2 separate regions of the Sus scrofa genome follow, and region 2 is linked to region 1. Evidence: chromatin contacts called from public promoter capture Hi-C data. All regions are on one chromosome and are shown on one strand. The core of a region is the stretch at or near the end of the contact, and the rest is flanking DNA. Distances in the headings are between cores, read along the strand shown. Region 1 holds the start of RHCG (Rh family C glycoprotein). Region 2 holds the start of TICRR (treslin).

Region 1 (3,923 bases), core at 1,044-3,543:
GGCATTTGGTTGATCAATTATATGGTCAGCCTCTAGATAAATGATTGTTGGATTGTTGAGTGAATAGAAGTAAAGCATGAAAGACAAGTGGATGGGTGCAGAGAGAGTGGGGATAGAAGTTAGGAAGATGTGGGAACTGTACCCACCCCCCCAACCACTGGTGTGTCCCATAGCTCCTATGATAGGGTTTTGAGGCCTTCCACTGCCCGGACATATGCAGGGCATATAAATGCCCTTGGGAGGCCTTGTCCCTCATGGTCTACCCAGGGGCTAGTTCTGTGGCCAACAGAGAAGCAAGAGCTGGAGGGAAGGACTGAAACAAGCAAAGGAAGTTCTCAGGTGTGCCTGCCTTGCCATTTGCCAGACAGTCTCCTACCAAAGAGCATAACAGTGGGCAAGGTGAAGGGTGGATTCGAAGTCTAAGTTCCAAGGCTGCAGCTGTCAAGAATCTCTTAAAAACACGGCCCTGTGTGGAGCCTGGCAGAGGCTGTGGCCTCGTCATCGCAGGGTACCCTCTTCTGTCATCTCCCTTCTTTTAGACACCACATGTCTTTTTTTTTTTTTTTTTTTTTTTTTTTTTGCCTTTCCTTGAGCCGCTCCTGCGGCATATAGAAGTTCCCAGGCTAGGGGTCTAATCGGAGCTGTAGCCACCGGCCTACGCCACAGCCACAGCAACGCAGGATCCAAGCCACATCTGCAACCCACACCACAGCTCACGGCAATGCCAGATCCTTAACCCACTGAGCGAGGCCAGGGATCGAACCCGCAACCTCATGGTTCCTAGACGGATTCATTAACCACTGCGCCACGATGGAAACTCCTAGACACCACATTTCTATTAACATAGCCTGTGACTCAGTGAGCTATTTGGCAGCCACATGATGTGGCAGGCTCCCCCTGGGCTTGCATCCTCCCCCACCTCCATGTTTTTCTGCGGGTTCCCAATCTGAATATGTGCCATTATTTGATTGGATCTAAGAAAAATGGGTGGAATCCCATTACTGAGGGCATACAAGCCACGGAGGGAAGACAAGTTTGTACAGGTGACTGTTGGAGATGAACTTTAGGGTCCCTTCCAAAACAAACAGTCCATGACCATGTGAGCACCAGCAGTAGGCAAGATTGTCATTGGCTGCTGGTAGATAGTGTGGAAAAGCAGAAAACACGAGGGCATAAAGAATCCTGGGCTGGAAGTCCAGAGGTTGGGCTGACCCAAGTGACCTTGGGCCAGGTCTTCCAACACCTGAGTCCTAGGGCCTCTGTTTAGGGCTCTTCTAACTGCTCCATGATGGAGCAAGGATTCCATGCACTGGCCAGACCTTTACATGCAGTGTCTCATGCCAGCCTCACCTCACCCTGCAAGGTGGGTCCTATTATTATCCCCACTGGACAGATAAGGAAATTGAGTTTCTGTAAGGTTGGCATTTGGCTAAGGCCACCTACCTAGTCCATGGCAGAGCCATGACGGAGGTGAGGTTTGGTGATTTCAAGGCCATGCTCTTAACCACAGCACTACAGATACCAGAGAATTCAGGGGTGCTTTCTCCCTCTCCAAGCCAAAAGGTAGTAGGTGCCACAGTCCCCTACACCGCACTGCTCCCAGCAGCAAGGCTGGCAGGTCACCGAGTCTTTCCTGCAGCCCTTAACATTGGAACTACTCCCCCTAACTTGGAGAGCCAGGATCCAGTTGGAGACAAGGGAGCCAGGGTCACCCACAGGTTGGTGACCAAGATGAGACCTGGGTCTTTTGAGGACCTCAGGAAGGGCTCTGCGACAGGAAGTTTGGAGGTCTCTGATGGCAACAGGATGGAGCTCACCCCAGTGACTTCTCACCAGGTGAAAGGAATTTGTGCACATCTGGCCCTTTCCCAAGATTGGTCTCCAGACACCTGGGGACACCGCCTGGTGGGGAACCTAAGGGGGGCGGGGCAGGGGACTCCTCCAGCTCCTCCCTGGCCCTGGTTCCTGAGCAGCAGGCTGCAGAGGGGAGGCCAGGAAGGGCCATCAGACTAGCGAGGACTGCTTGGACAAGCCGCAGGTGGGCTTGCAAGGCGGCCGGACTTACTGGGGTAGCGATAGTAGAATTCGTTGTCCATGTCGCTGGAGATGTTCCTGCCCAACCTCTCCTCAATCCAGTGGGCGTCCGCATCCGGGTCGTAGCGCACAAACACGCCGAAGAGGATCACCATAATCACCTGCAGGAGGAGGCAGGTGAGCGGCAGCCGCCAGCGGAGATTGGTGTTCCAGGCCATTGCTGCAGGGGGCGCGGAGCCAGGGCTGAGAGCCGCCAGTTTGGACGCTCGGAGGCCGGAGAGGCTTTTAAGACCCGGGCTGGGGCGGGGCGGCCGCGTCGGGTTGCAGAACAGCTGATGTGGGAGTCGCCCTCGCGCTCGCCCAACCGGCGGGCAGCGGCGGCGGCGGCGAGGAAACCCGCGGGCCCCGAAGCTTCCCGCCTTAGGTTGGGATGAGAGCTGTGGGAGCAGGAGCAGTGGGCAAGGATGAAGGCGCCCCAGCCTCTGCCTTCCCGCTTTTGTTCTGATGAACAGAGAAAGAAAAAGCCTATCCTTTGCCTCCCGCCGCGATAAAAACGACGGCATTCGCGGATATAAATCATCATCATCATCATCACATCATCATCATCATCCTGTTTCCTTCCTTTCCTTGATTACAAAATTCATACAGGGTTCATGAAAAACCAGGAAAACCCAAGAAACCATCACAGTCCAGGGAAGCCTGGAGACACAGGACAATGCAATATGTTACGCAGGGTTGTATCCTGGAACAGAAAGAGCATGTTAAAGGGAAAACTGGAGACATCTAAATCAACTCTGAGGTTTAGTTAATAGTGATGTACCCATGTTGGTTTCTTAGTTGTGACAAAGGGACCCTGGTTATGCATTTTAGTGTGAGCTATACAGAGAAACTGTACTCTCTTTGCAACTTTTCTGTAAATTAGCATCATTCCCAAAGAAAAGGGCATTAAGAGAAAAACATATTAAAGGAGCTCCCTCGTGCCTCAGCGGTAACAACTGGACTAGGATCCATGAGGATGCCAGTTCGATCCCTGGCCTCGCTCAGCGGGTTAAGGACCGTGTTGCTGTGAGCTGTGGTGTAGGTTGCAGATGCTGCTGGGATCCAGCATAGCTGAGGCTGTAGTGTAGGCAGGCAGCTACAGCTCCCATTTGACCCCTAGCCGGGGAACCTCCAATGCCATGGGTTCAGCCCTAAAAAGACACACACACACACACACACACACAGAAAAGAAAAGAAAGAAAGAGAGGGAGGACGGAGGGAGGAAGGAAGGAAGATTAAAAAAAGACTGTGGAAACAGTTTAAGTGTTTTTCACAGGTTCACTTAGCTATAATCAGGAATTATCTATTGGTTAATACACATGATCTTGACATGAGTCAAGATAGAATTTAACCACAGAACTTGAGTCTATGCTTAGTCCATATTTTGTCAAAATAAATTTGATTTCTAATTTCTCTTGTAAAAAACATCATTCAGAAAAGAAAATGCAGAAAAATACAAAAAATAAACTAAAAAGCCTCTGTAATCCCACCACCTAGAGGCAACCCCAATATGAGAAAGAGGAGAGAGCTTCATACTATAACATTGATTTATAGCTGCTTTATTTAATATTTTGTAAAGATCTTACCACATAATTCTTCTACAACATCATTTTCTTTTTTTCTTTTTTTGGCTTTTTAGGGCTGCACCCACGGCATATGGAGATTCCCAGGCTAGGGATCTAATCAGGCTACAGCTGCCAGCCTACACCGCAGCCACAGCAATGCCAGATCCTAAGCCACTGAGAGAGACCAGGGATTGAACCGGCAACCTCATGGTTCCTAGTCAGATTCACTTCCGCTGTGCCATGATGGGAACTCCTACAGCATCATTTTTTTTTTTTTTTTTTTTT
Region 2 (3,923 bases), core at 996-3,495, 71 kb after region 1:
TTTTTTTAGGACTACACCTGCAGAATATGGACGTTCTCCAGCTAGGGGCTGAATCTGAGCTGATGGTAATGCTGGATCCTTAACCCACTGAAAGAGGCCAGGGAGCAAACCTGCATCCTCATGGATACTAGTAGAATTTGTTACCAATGAGCCACCATGGGAACTCTCTTCTTACATGGCCAATCTCTTAAGTCTTTATTATTATTATTTTGTCTTTTTGCCTTTTCTAGGGCCACTCCTGCGGCATATGGAGGTTCCCAGGCTAGGGGTCTAATCAGAGCTGTAGCCACCGGCCTACACCACAGTCGCAGAAACTCGGGATCCGACCTGCGTCTGCAACCTACAGCACAGCTCACGGCAACGCTGGATCCTTAACCCACTGAGCAATGCCAGGGATTGAATCTGCAACCTCATGATTCCTAGTCAGATTCGTTAACCACTGAGCCACGATGGGAACTTTGAGTCTTTATTGAAATGTCACCTCAGTGTGGCTTCCCTGATTGTCCTATTTGGAACCGCATATGCTTCTTACCTATTCCTTATCCCTTTTTCAACTTAATTCTTCTCCAAAGCTCTTATCACCATCTAACATATTACATCTTTTACTTATTTTTATTGATTGGCTCCCCCTACTAGAATGTAAACTTCCCAGGGAAAGGACATTTTGTTCCCTGATAATGACTGCTTTTTGAATGAATGAACACCACAACAGGTGTAGTCGTTTTTTTAGCTAGCACCTGAAATCTTAAGACTAACAAATGTTTGTTGCTCTAAAATGACCGTGGGTGTGGATAGGTGGATCCGGAAACATCAGTGTTTTTTATTCAAGGACAATCCACAAAGTATCAGTGGTGGTCTTCCTAGAAATATTTGGCTCAGAGAATTGCAGGATTGGAAGGAAATTTAGACACAGGCCAGTCTTAGCTAGAGTTTAAATTCTGCTCTACTTTCAACAAAAAGGTCCTTTTCATTAAGGATATTCCACCTGAATGTAAAAGTTAAATAGAAATGTAGAACTGTAGGGAGTTCCCATTGTGGCGCTGCGGAAACCAATCCGACTAGCATCTATGAGGATGCAGGTTCGATTCCTGGCCTCACTCACTAAGGACCCGAGATTGCTGTGAGCCGTGGTGCTGGTCACAGTGAAATGGAGTTTTTACTAAAGAACAAACCTTCTTCCCCCCCCCCCCCCCGCTTGGCTAAGAAGGCAGCTGCAAGCCTTTCCAGCTGTGCTCATCACTATGCCACCCTTCTTGTAATAATGTAACAACTGTGTGCTCTCTGTCCAAGCCAGCAGCCCTGCTAATCAGGTACCCAGCATTGCTTATCAGTTCTGCTTCTGTAACCTTGCTTGCTCAGTTTCTTAGGGAGGAACACTGTCTGCTTGGGGATGGGGGAGGTCCGGGATGCTTACATGGGAAAATCAAGACCTTGTAGTGTATAAAAGTTACTGAGAACAAAGACCTGGTGCTCAGACTCTGGAGGTGACTCCTCTGAGCCCACACCAGTGCTGAATAAAACCTTGCTTTTCCATATCTCCAAGTGCTGTTTGTCTCCTTCCACTGCCAGTTTTTGCAGTTTCCGCAACAACAGAGGCGGCTTGGATCTGGCGTTGCTGTGGCGTAGGCCAGCGGCTGTAGCTCTGACTGGACACGTAGCCTGGGAACTTCCATATGAGGCCATGAAAAGCAAAAATAAAAAAACATATACAGGACTTCCCTTGCGGCTCACAATGTAACTATGGTGGCTGTGGCTCCACCCCTGACTGGGGAACTTCCATATGCCACAGGTTCGGCCACTGAAAAAAAAGAAAAAATAATAAAAAATAAGCACACACACAGTATATTTGGGGATCTCACTGCATTGTGCTGTGTTTGCAGTCTTTTTCCACCTAACATTACGTATAAAAACATTACTTTAAAAACCTACGTGATGTTCCTCTTGGGAGGGGTACCATACATCATTTAATCATTCCCAAGTTGTTTTTTATTTTTCTCAAGTTAAACTTTTATCCTGCTCTCCGATTACTTTGTTCAGAGAAATGCCTAAAAGCTCCTGAGGCAAAGGGAGTAAACGTTTAATAATTATTTCTGAAATTACAGAAAATGTTAAGTCTTCACCATTGGATTCCACAAGATGGAAACTTTAGAGTGGCTTTAAGCAGTTCAATTCAAGCCTTTTTTTTTTTTTTTTTTTTTTTTTAAGGTCTTAGTAAACATTTCTCAGCACCATTGCACGGACGCCGTCGGCCCTCACAAAAGGGAAACTTAAAGGTACAGGCCGCAAGCACCACCTCTTTAAATTTTAAAACGGAGGCCCAGGCCAATGAACGTTACATTTCTCCCGGAACACAGCGTCCCGCCCACAGTCTCACCCTCCACCAATTAAGCAGCGTTCTTCACCAACGCTCCTCCAATCTGCGCCAAGGATGGAAGTAGCTCACGTAACTTACGTAAGGCGAGCGACCAATAGAAGTTGACCTTTGGAGGTAGCTCCACCAATGGTAGCAGCCCTTGGAGAGCGCGGGAGCCTTTCGACTGGGGACCTGCGAGCAGCAGAGAATGGCGCTGGTTCCCTGAAGCAAGAGTCCCGGAGGTAAGCCTGAGGCGGCCGCGCGGCCGACATGGCCTGCTGTCACAACGTCATGCTGCTGCTGGACACCGCGGGCGGCGCCGCTGGGGAAAGCCCGGTGCGGCGGGCCGCCCTGCGCCTCCTCACCTACCTGAGTTGCCGGTTCGGCCTGGCCAGGGTCCGCTGGGCCTTCAGGTTCTTTGACTCTCAGGGGGCGCGGAGCCGGCCTTCTCGCGTGTCGGACTTCCGCGAGCTGGGCGTCCGCTCGTGGGAGGACTTCGAGGAGGAGCTGGAGGCCAGGCTCGGGGATGGCGCCCGCGGCGCCCACCTGCCAGGCCCAGCTCCGCGCGCCACCCACACACACAGCGCCCTGATGGAGACGCTGCTAGACTATCAGTGGGACCGGCCCGAGATCACGTCGCCCACGAAGCCGATCCTGCGCAGCAGCAGGCGAAGACTGCTGGACGTGGAGGGCGAGGCTAAGGAGGCGGCGTCGGCGCTCGGGAGCTTTGTGAACGCAGTCTTCCTCCTGGGCCCCTGTCCGCACTCGCAGAGGGAGCTGCTGCAGTTCGTGGCCGGGTGCGAGGCCCAGGCCCAGCGCCTGCCGCCCTCTCCGAAGCAGGTGATGGATAAGTTGCTGCCCAGGAGAGTCCAGGAGGTCATGATCGCCCGGAAAATCACCTTGTACTGGGTGGATACCACCGAGTGGTCTAAGGTAAGGTGGAAGGGTGACGCGCTGGTTCTGGGGAACCCGAACTTGGCAGCCTGTAGACCCGGGAGGAGACCCACAGGTGTCCCTCCAGAAGGCAAGTCCCGGGGACACAGACAAACAGGGACAGGCATCACAGCGAGGTGGGAAGGTCCTCTGTACCTACTGGATTGAAGCGTTTGTGGTCCTTCACAATTTCGGCCCTACCTGCCTTCCCAGGCTTAATTTCTCCTACACACGACGTGTATTCCAGCCTGTTGAAGCGTGGTCTAGTTGGCCAGCAGGTCTCGAACACCTTGTTTGTCTTATCAGTCGCCTGAAATGCCAGCGCTCAAGCTTTCGTGCCAGTTTAAATCACAGTCTTTTTTTTTTTTTTTTTTTTTTTGGCCGCCTCGCGGCTTATGGAGTTTCCAGGTGAGGGATCAGATTCCAGCCTAAGCCGCAGCTGCGGAAATGCAGGATCCTTAATCCACGTTGCCGGGCCAAAGATCGAACTTGCATCCCAGTGCCCCCAAGACACCACCAATCCTCTGGCCCCACAGCGGGAACTCCCACACTCATTCTTAAATTTTTAGGGCCGAACTTGGAGCCTGTGGAAGTTCCCAGGCTAGGGGTCCAATCGGAGCTGCAGCTGCTGGCTTAC

The links. Promoter capture Hi-C pulls out the DNA fragments that hold promoters and counts their contacts.
Region 2: a contact with region 1 is called in a promoter capture Hi-C map of fetal skeletal muscle, with 2.4 times the contacts expected there. The contact joins the promoter of TICRR here to the promoter of RHCG in region 1. A contact is called at or near these places in 1 of 5 promoter capture datasets (fetal skeletal muscle), 11 of 47 Hi-C or Micro-C datasets (brain, embryonic fibroblasts, epiblast stem cells and 6 more) and 1 of 2 datasets of contacts at active chromatin or transcription factors (skeletal muscle).

Annotation. Positions count from the first base shown.
Region 1 is chr7:55,069,185-55,073,107 of Sscrofa11.1, forward strand. It overlaps RHCG (Rh family C glycoprotein), which reads right to left and starts at 2,294. Exons shown (of 10, transcript NM_001044577.1): 1 at 2,066-2,294. The coding sequence starts at 2,252.
Region 2 is chr7:55,140,712-55,144,634 of Sscrofa11.1, forward strand. TICRR (treslin) reads left to right here and starts at 2,246. Exons shown (of 22, transcript XM_021098959.1): 1 at 2,246-3,286. The coding sequence starts at 2,624.